2 separate regions of the Sus scrofa genome follow, and region 1 is linked to region 2. A link is a contact called in public HiChIP or PLAC-seq data. All regions are on one chromosome and are shown on one strand. Each heading gives the region's core, a stretch centred on a gene start, on an enhancer-like site or on the middle of the called end of the contact. The rest is flanking DNA. Distances are from core to core; before and after follow the strand shown. Region 1 holds the start of FAAP100 (Fanconi anemia core complex-associated protein 100). Region 2 holds the start of MRPL12 (39S ribosomal protein L12, mitochondrial).

The links. HiChIP or PLAC-seq counts read pairs in DNA pulled down with a chosen protein or histone mark.
Region 1: an H3K27ac HiChIP or PLAC-seq map of skeletal muscle shows a contact between it and region 2. The contact joins the promoter of FAAP100 here to the promoter of MRPL12 in region 2. A contact is called at or near these places in 1 of 5 promoter capture datasets (liver), 3 of 47 Hi-C or Micro-C datasets (embryonic fibroblasts and fetal skeletal muscle) and 1 of 2 datasets of contacts at active chromatin or transcription factors (skeletal muscle).

What each region holds. Positions count from the first base shown.
Region 1 is chr12:1,286,296-1,290,932 of Sscrofa11.1, reverse strand. FAAP100 (Fanconi anemia core complex-associated protein 100) reads right to left here and starts at 2,562. Exons shown (of 11, transcript XM_021066475.1): 1 at 2,278-2,562; 2 at 1,977-2,095; 3 at 546-1,375; 4 at 424-543. The coding sequence starts at 2,442.
Region 2 is chr12:1,200,588-1,205,268 of Sscrofa11.1, reverse strand. MRPL12 (39S ribosomal protein L12, mitochondrial) reads left to right here and starts at 1,452. Exons shown (of 5, transcript XM_021066454.1): 1 at 1,452-1,693; 2 at 2,307-2,493; 3 at 2,623-2,706; 4 at 4,191-4,325; 5 at 4,412-4,681. The coding sequence starts at 1,620. The coding sequence ends at 4,528.

The DNA of each region.
Region 1 (4,637 bases), core at 1,313-3,812, 85 kb before region 2:
CCCCCCAACACTGGGCACCATGGCCGAGGCCTGGCCGAGCTCTGCCTGGGTGAACACACCTCACAGCCCTCCAGGCGGGGCGGGCTTGTCGGAGGCCACAAGGGAGCTGGAGCAGGCATTTTCCGGTTTTCCAAAGAGGCGTAAGGGAGAGACCTGAACCGACCTGCACTCCCCCCCCCGGACAACCTGTCCCCGAAAAACGCTCTTGTTCCGAGTCGCCCAGGTGCAGAGCCCACCCAGGCAGAGTGGCAGAGGCCCCGCCCTAACACGCAGGACCTGGGGACAAGAAGTGTCGACCCTGAGGCTGCGCCAGGTGAGGGTGGGCCTGCCCCGGCAGGGGTACGGAGAAGAGGCGTGAGGCGGGGAGAGGAGGAGAGGCCGCCGCCCTGGACTTCGCCGCTCGGTTTTCGTCGCAGTTCCTACCTTCAGGTGCTCTCGATGACACCGAGAGGGTGACGACGCTGCAGACGCTCAGGCTGGCCGGACACAACAGAGCGGGCAGGCCTCCTGGGGCCCGGTGGGCTGCATGGGGTCCCAAGGGGAGCCTCCCTGAGCCAGGTGCGCCACACAGAGGTCCGAGGGGGTGCTGTGGTACAGGCGGCCGCCCTCGCCACAGGCCGCACAGAGCAGGGGCCCCGGGAGGCAGTACTCCCGCAGCTCTGGCACCAGGTGCCCCACCTCGTCCCAGCTGGCCTTGATGGCCAGGGTCCGGCCGTGGTGCCCGAGTGCCACCAGGCAGTCAGAGTGGGCGTCCCCCGTAGCCTCGGCCAGTGGCTCTGTCCTCACGGCCCCGATGAAGATGACGGGCTCCTCCAGGTGATGGAGGATCTTGACAAGCGCCTTCGGGTCACCAGGGGCTGACCTGGAGGTGACCAGGGTCTTCAGGACCACACAGCAGAGCTGGCCATCAGGGAGGCCACAGAGGATCACCGGCGACTCCAGGAGGGAGGCGTCGGCTCCAAAGAGTAAGCCAAAGAGGGCCTCCTCCAGCGTGACACCCCCGGAGCCCTGCACGTGGCCGTGAGGGACCCCGGGGCCTGGCGGTGATGCACAGCACAGCACCGGGAGGAAGCAGGGGGCTGCGGGCTCCCCCAGGCTCCCAGATGGGGGGGTGCAGGTGGACAACTCCACCTCACCAATCTGGCCTCCGGGCCGGGGGTCCTGCCCCGGACAGGGACGCTCAAACAGCTGCAACTTCCACTGGGCGGGGCCCTGCGCCAGGGCGACGAGCACGTTGTCCAGCACGGTGAAGGCACACAGCGTGGCATCAGGGAGGACACAGGCGCCTGGGTCCACAGGGATCACAGGGGCAGGGGGCTCGCCGGCCTCACCGTCCTGGTTGTCCCTGTCATTCCTGCCATCCTGGCTCACAGACCTTCGAGAACACAGGGAACTGCTGGTCACAAGCTCCCTGCGTGGCAACCTGCCCAGGACACGACAGGTCTGGGGTCTGCACAGGGAGGGATCCCACCTGCTCCATGGACTGCCCAGCTCCCAGACAGTCACCTGGGGGCACATGCCCAACAGGTTGTACCAAGGCTTCCAGAAACGGGGTTTGGACAGGAAATTCTCCTCGCAACAGAACTGTCGGCCCCCCACGCCCCACCCCGGGCCTCCACTGTGACTCACACCTGCTACCTTTCTATTTGCTAAACCAGTCGTGAGCAGGGGCCGGCATCTAGGCTCTGCACTGCTACCTGGGGTGGGGGCCTGGCTCCTCTGGCCACTGACTCCAGGTACACAGAGACCCGCCTCAAAGGTGTGACATGGCAGCCCCGCCAAGGCCAAAGGGGCAGCACCCTGCTCCGGGGGGCAGACTCGGCTGCCTGAACCCCCTGTCCCACCAGAGGCAGTGTCTGAGGACGGCAGGGAAACACCGGTCAGGGAGAGCGCGAAGCCCACCTGAGACCATATCGACCTCGACCGCGGCGAGGCCAGTGAGGGCCCGCCCAGAGCAGCGGCGCCTGCAACCTCACCTGCTGGCCTGGTCCAAAGACAAGCAGTAGATACCGCTCCGGGCGCACAGAACGTAGAGCGCCCTGCCAAGGGCCAGGAGCTCCAGGTGCCACACCCGGCCGGGAAACTTGTACACAGCCTGGGCGCCCGGGGAGAAGGCAGCGTCGGGCGGGGCGCCGAGGCAGCGGACGAACTGCTCCGCGGCGCCGGCCCCCCCGTGCCGAGCCCCGCCGCGGGGACCCCGCCCCCTCCCTTCCGCGGCCCGGGACCCGCCCCGCCCCGCCCCGCCCCGCCCTCCTCCCGGCCCCGCCCGGCCCTCACGGTCAGCAGCCGCCCGTCGCGGTCGTAGACGTAGACCAGTTCGCTCCCGGTGGACAGGAAGATCTCCGCCCCGTGGCACAGCACGCGGGGCTTGCCCGCAGCCAGGCCCCCTAGCGGGCAGCAGAAGCCCGCCAGGTATTCGACCCGCGGCGCGAGGCCGGCCATGGCGGGAGTCGCCGGGAGGCCCGGCCGCAGAGGGAGCTCGGCCTCGCGGCGCCCGTGCCGGAGGCGGGGCGCTTTACGGCCGCTCCGGTCTCAGCGCGGCCTCCGCCGTAAAGCGGCGCGGCGGGGGCGGGGGCGGGGGCGGGGGGCGCGGCGGGGGCGGGGCCGGGGGCGGGGCCGGGCGGAGAGCTGGGCCCTCGGCCGGAGTCCCGCGCAGCGGGCTGAGGGCCAGACCGCTGGCGTAAAGCTCGTGGACTCAGGGCGGTTTGGCGAAGGTCCAGAGCGTTTAAAGCCAAACGCGGGAAGCCCAAGGCCCTGACCCTGTCGCTCGTCCGTTCTCCCCCGGGCCTCCCCTGGAAACCCACGACGTCGCGCTTCCCCCGTGCTTCCGAGGGCCGCGCCGGCTCCCCCACGGCGGGGGCCATCAGAACGCGTCTCCTCCGAGCGGGCAGTCCGCTCCTAAAGCCACTTTCTAGGGTTTCGACGGGCGGTTGGATCTGTGAAGCCCAGCAGGGGGTCGGACAGCTTCACGTCTTGCCACGCCCGCGGCGCTGGGGCTCCGGCTCTGAGCGGCTGAGCCACCTTACTCCTGCCACATCCCCAGGGCACTGCTGCGTCTGAGCGCGACCACGGATAGAAGTATCCCTCTCTTGATGCTGTCTATGGATGCGTTGGTTTGGCCAGTGGGGACAAAGAGTAAGCCAGAGTTGTTGTGGGTTGAGGGCAGAGGACCGTAAAGAAAATGCCTGACCACATCTCAGGAAGAGGGGCAGCTCATCAGCAATCAGCCTGGGGGTCGGGGTGAAGGCAGAGCCCAACACCTCTCCTTCCCAACCCTGACTTCCAAGGCTTCGGTGAGAGGTGCTGACCAGAGGGCCCAAGAGCTCTCTGGATGAGACTCAGAGGCCCAGAGCAACCCTGAGAAGTGCCTGCAGTCAATCACAGCCTCCTTCTAGAAGCCACTGGGAAAGTCTCCAAGGCCAGACATCCATGAGTGAGAGAGGCATCTGCAGTGTGTGGCCAGACAGGGCAAGCTGAGGGGGTCCAGCTGCCAAATGTTTTCTTAGCTTGAGTTAAGCTGACCTCACCAAGGCAAAAACCTGCAAAACACAAAGAACCAGTAGCAAAAGTTCTAATCCCACAGTGTTCCTGGGTTGGACACAGCACGAGTGGGGCATTTGCAGTCTGTCCTTCACCTTTTCTGACACCTATTCCTACCTGGCCTTTGAAATTAGAAATGAGTCCCCCACCCCCACACCCCAGAGTGCACAAGTGTTCTCAGATGGTCTTTTTTTTTTTTTTTTTTTTTTTTAATGGCTGTACCTGTGGCATTTGGAAGTTCCCAGGCGAGGGGTGGATGGAAGCTGCAGGTGGGGCCTATGCCACAGCTATGTCAACACCGAATTCAAGCTGCATCTGTGACCCACACAGCTACGTGCAACAATGCTGGAAGCTTAACCTACTGAAGGAGGCCAGGGATTGAACCTGCATCCTCAGAGACATCAGGCCCTTAACCCACTGAGCCACAGGGGGAACTCCCCAGCCAGTCTTCTGACCACCAGTCCCTGTGGGCCACAGACTCAACATCAAAGGAACTATGCCAGAAATGTCCGAAAAAGAGGGCCACGTGGCTCTGGGAGGAAGTGGGCTAAGCTCGCCGGACCTACATCCCAGGTTTAGCCCTGACGAGCCAGGCACTGCTCAGTGGGTCATTCCTGTTCCGCTTCCTCCCGCTCAAGGGGACTATGAGGCTCCCAGCCCCAAGCCAGGCAGGCCCCACACTCTGTGATAGATTTATGGCCATCAGCAGTCTGAAGAGCGAGGGGGCCTTGAATACCAGCCCCCAGGGTTGCAGACATGAGCAAAGGGCTTAGACAGTTCTGGGGTGATGGGGAGGGGTCTCTCGGGAGGGTGTGCACCGGTGTGTGGCAGGAGGCCTGAGACACGGCAGCACAGTTTCTACGCTGCATATGGAGGCTGTGTGTCACGGTCCCAAGAACAAACCACCACCAGGCAGCGGCAGGGGGTGGGAGGGGGCCAGGCCACAGCACACGCAGGGAAGCTACAGGCTGTGCCAGCCTGCCTCACAGGCAGCACAGTGAATGTACCAACACACTGAATGTGCCAGGACCCCGAGTTCCATTTCTAAGCAGTACACGCCACTTGCTGGATTCCAGGGCGCAGGGAGTGTTTCAGAA
Region 2 (4,681 bases), core at 203-2,702:
AATCGCCCAGCGCTTATGCTCAGCGGTCCGGCCGACTAGAGCGTCTACCCTCCACCGCTCCCTAGCTCGTATGCTCCTTGGTTTTGGGGGCTTCGAGAGTCGTTCTCCAGTTCATATGCTCGGTCCGACGGGCTAGAGCGTCCACCCTCAGCTCGTCTGCTCCAGCCGGCTAGAGTGTCCTCTCAGCTCGTATGCTCGTTGGTTCTGGGGGCTAGAGAATCGGGCCCCGGCTCTCATGCTCGTGGTCCGGTCGGCTAGAGCGCCCCCCAACTCGTACACTCAGCCGTCCGGCCGGTTAAAAGATCGGCCTTCCGCTCGTATACTCCAGCTGGCTAGAGTGTCCTCTCAACTCGTTGGTTCTAGGGGCTAGAGAGTTTTCCCCCCAGTGCATATGCTCGACCGTACGGCCGGCTAGAGTGTCGACCCTCATCTCGTATGCTCTTTGTTTCTAGGGGCTAGATCCTTGGCCCTCAGCTCGTATGCTCCAGCAAACTAGAGCGTCCTCTCAGTTCGTATGCTTGGCGGTCCGGCCGGCTAGAGCGTACACCCTCAGCGCACATGCTCCAGCCGGCTAGAGTGTCCTCAGCTTTTATGCTCGTTGGTTTTGGGGGCTAGAGAGTCCTCCCGCAGCGCGTATGCTCGGAGGTCCGGCCGGCTAGAGCGTCGACCCTCAGCTCGTATGCTCTTTGAATCTCGGGGCTAGAGTGTCCCCTCAGCTTTTATACTCGTTGGTTTTGGGGGCTAGAGAGTCCTCCCGCAGCGCCTACGCTCGGAGGTCCGGCCGGCTAGAGCGTCGACCCTCAGCTCGTATGCTCTTTCCTTCTCGGGGCTAGAGTGTCGACCCTCAGCTCGTCTGCTCCAGCCGGCTAGAGTGTCCTCTCAGCTTTTATGCTCGTTGGTTTTGGGGGCTAGAGAGTCCTCCCGCAGCGCGTATGCTCGGAGGTCCGGCCGGCTAGAGCGTCGACCCTCAGCTCGTATGCTCTTTGCTTCTCGGGGCTAGAGTGTCGACCCTCAGCTCGTCTGCTCCAGCCGGCTAGAGTGTCCTCTCAGCTTTTATGCTCGTTGGTTTTGGGGGCTAGAGAGTCCTCTCGCAGCGCGTATGCTCGGAGGTCCGGCCGGCTAGAGCGTCGACCCTCAGCTCGTATGCTCTTTCCTTCTCGGGGCTAGAGTGTCCTCTCAGCTTTTATGCTTGTTGGTTTTGGGGGCTAGAGAATCCCCCCCAGCGCTTCGGCTCAACGGTCCCGCCGACTAGAGCGCCCCCAAAGCGTATGCTCAGCCGTCCGGCTGGTTAAAAGGTCGGCCTTCCGCTCGTATACTCCAGCCAGCTAGAGTGTCCTCTCAGCGCTAATGCTCGGCCGTCTGGTCGGCTAGAGCGTCTCCCCTCAGCGCATGTGCCCTTTGGCTCCGGGGGCTAGAGAGTCCTCCCGCAGCGCGTATGCTCGGTGGTCCGGAAGGATAGAGTTTGTGTTTCCGACGACCCAGCCGGCTAGAGCGTCTTACCCCCAGCTCGGCTGTCCAGCCGGCTAGAGCGTCCTTTCTAGCTTGAATGCCTGGTGGCTGAGGCCGCTAGGGAGTCCCTCCTGTTGGGACCCGCGTGTGACCTTCCCGCCTGCGGAGCGATGCTGCCGGCGGCTGCAAGCTCCCTGTGGGGGCCGTGTTTCGGGCTTCGGGCCGCTGCGCTCCGCGTCGCCAGGTACCGCGGGCTGCCGAGGCCCGGGCGGACGGGCAGTGTGGGTGCTCTCGGCCGGACACTGCAGGTGCAGGTGGGGGCGGCGTCTTGGGCGGCTGGCTGGCTGCCCCCCTCCTCGAGCGGCTGGTCCCTGCAGGAGTAGAGGGCGCAAGGGTCCTTCCTGCCAGCCGCCTAACCACGTGGGCCGCTGAGCGTGCCGGCGTGGCCCTGGATGACCTTGGACGGGTTTCTGCTCCTCTCTGGGCCTCAGTTTCCCCGGCAGCGCAGTGACGTGGCGGGACTCCCGTGAGTGGATCTGGCTGGCGTTCGGCCGCCAAGAACCCCACGTCCTGAAAGGCGTTGTGTGGCAAAGCGCCTTCAAGTGTTTGTCTAGTCTCCACAAATTGGTGCAGCTTATCCAAAGCGAAAGTAACGTTGTAGAGAGCGGTTTTGCAAACAGTTACGTGCGTTTTTAAGGTCTTTGAAAAAGTCCAAAGTAATTGGAAGTCCCTTTTGTTAGCTGTGTGGGTCCTGCAGTGTGAGATCCCTGGGTTCGGACGGGGAAACTAGATCTGAGCCTGAGGCACCTGCGTGCCTGGCTTGTGCAGGCTGATGGCTCTGTTTGAACGGGATTCAGGCACCAGGGACCGAGACTGTGCGGTGTGCGGTTGATGAGATGCAGCAGCCATCGAAAGGGGGAGGCTCTTGCTGGGGCCCCCCTGGATAACGCCCCCAAGGAGTATCCCCCCAAAATCCAGCAGCTGGTTCAGGACATTGCCAGCCTTACGCTCCTGGAGATCTCAGACCTCAACGAGCTCCTGAAGGTACTGGCCAGGCGCCCCACCTCGTGGCCCCTTTGCGGGGGGTGGGGGGCTCCTCGAGACTGTGCCTGCTGCGACCAGGCACATCCAGTGTGGCGCCTGCTTCTGAGAGTGCTTTTCTCTGTCCTGCAGAAAACGCTGAAGATCCAGGACGTTGGGTTCATGCCCATGGGTGCCGTGGCCCCTGGCGCTCCCCCTGCCGCCGCCGCCCCAGAGGTGAGTGCAGGCCGGGCTTGCCGTGCATAGGCTGTGGCTCTAGTGCCTGGCTCCCACCCGGTCTCGCCTTGGGTGGCCAGGTTCTCTCCTCACCCGCCCTTCATCTGGGTCCTGCATCGGCCCCACACGATGTGGGGCCTCCCCGCCGAGGATGTCGGGCTTGCCCACCGGCCCCTGAGAGCGCACGGAGGAGCAGCAGCCCCGGCAGCGGAGAAGAGAAAAGGAGGGATGGTTGCAAGGGCACGATCCCAGAGAGAGTGGGGAGGAGGGGACGCTGCCCCGCATCCTCGGCTCAAGGCTCGGTTGTGGAAACCGCGAGTCCTGAACGGAGAAACCTATCTTGCGTTTGAGGATTTTCTTTTTTAATTTTTTTTTAGGGTCACACAGTACATGAAGTTCCCAGGCCAGGGGTCGAATCTGAGCTGTAGCCACACCCCTTCGCCACAGCCACGCCAGATCCGAGCCGCGCCTGCGACCTACAGCGCAGCTCCCGGCAGCGCCAGAGCCTCAGCCCACTGAGCGGGGCCAGGGATCGGATGTGGGTTCGTAACCTGCGGAACTGCAACGGGGACTCCCACTTTCGCTTCCTTTGTTCCAAAAAACTTGTTCACGTAGAAGCGCCGTGATTCACACGTTCTCCTGGGCTCGGCCTCAGCAGCCACAGGCCACTTGCTGGTTGAGGCCGAAGGCAGGCTCCTTCGCGGGCGGGCGGCGGCGGCCATCGCCGAGACCACGGGCACCCTGCGTTGCCATGAGCTGTTTGCCCAGCAAACGCAATCAGGGGGCTTTCCTGTCTGTGTCACTTGGGTTGAAAACAGCTGTCCCCAAGGTCATGCCCAGGTCTGCACGCCGCACCTGGCTCTTGGGCTTCCTGAGCCTCACGGAGTTGGGGGTGCCCTCAAGCCCTGTCCCCCAGCCGCCGCCACCGTCCCAGCTGCGTCTGATGGCCCCCAGCCTCTGCTCCCCGCTGTGCGCTGGAAGCCGGCTTTGCAGGCTGGGTGCGCGGGGCGGGGAGGGAGAACAACCGCACAGCTTCTAAGAAGAAAGGGCGTGTGTCAACAAGGAGCAGTCCGGGCTGGGGGCACATGGTCCTGCTGTGGGGGTGCTGCAGTCCCCACGCAGGGCGGCAGGAGCGCGTCCCGCCCCGTCGTCTCCACTGTTGGTCACTCAGTGCAGCTGGAGCTGGTCGCATTCGGGTTGGCAGCCCAGCATCTCTGGTGCTGCTGGTCCCTGGCGTCGTTTTCTCCGTAAACACCTCGGGTGCTGTTCTTCCCTAAGTTACGGCTGCTCTGGAGGTGGCCACTGGAGGCGGGGCCGGGGCTGCGGGCCGAGGCAGCCTTCCAGCAGCCCCTGGAGGGATGCAGGGGGTGGGGAGCCCCCCAGGGGCCTCTGCCGGAGTCCAGGCGTTGCTGGCCGGCCTTCCGGGGACAGAGCAGCCGCCCCGCCCTGGTCCGTCCTCACCTCCCGCCGCTCCCCTCCCCCAGGCCGCGGAAGAAGACCTCCCCAAACGGAAGGAGCAGACGCATTTCACCGTCCGCCTGACGGAGGCGAAGCCCGTGGACAAGGTGAAGCTGATCAAGGAGATTAAAAGCCACATCCAGGGCATCAACCTGGTGCAGGTGAGCCCCGCGCGCGCGCAGCCCTCTCCCTCTGCGCGGACCCTCGCGGCCCGGCCCGGCCCGGGTCTGACTTTCCTCTCTGGCAGGCGAAGAAGCTGGTGGAATCCCTGCCCCAGGAAATCAAAGCCAACGTGCCCAAAGCTGAGGCTGAGAAGATCAAGGCGGCCCTGGAGGCGGTGGGCGGCACCGTGGTTCTGGAGTAGGCTTCCCGGAGGACCGTGCACAGGGGTCCGGCCCCCCCTCCCTCCCCGTGTGGGGCGCCACCTGCTCCCCGCCCAGTGCCCAGGCTCAGTGGACGGAGAGGCCTTGGAGCAGAACTGGCACCTGCAGCGCGTGGCCAGCTCCGTCCTGGGACA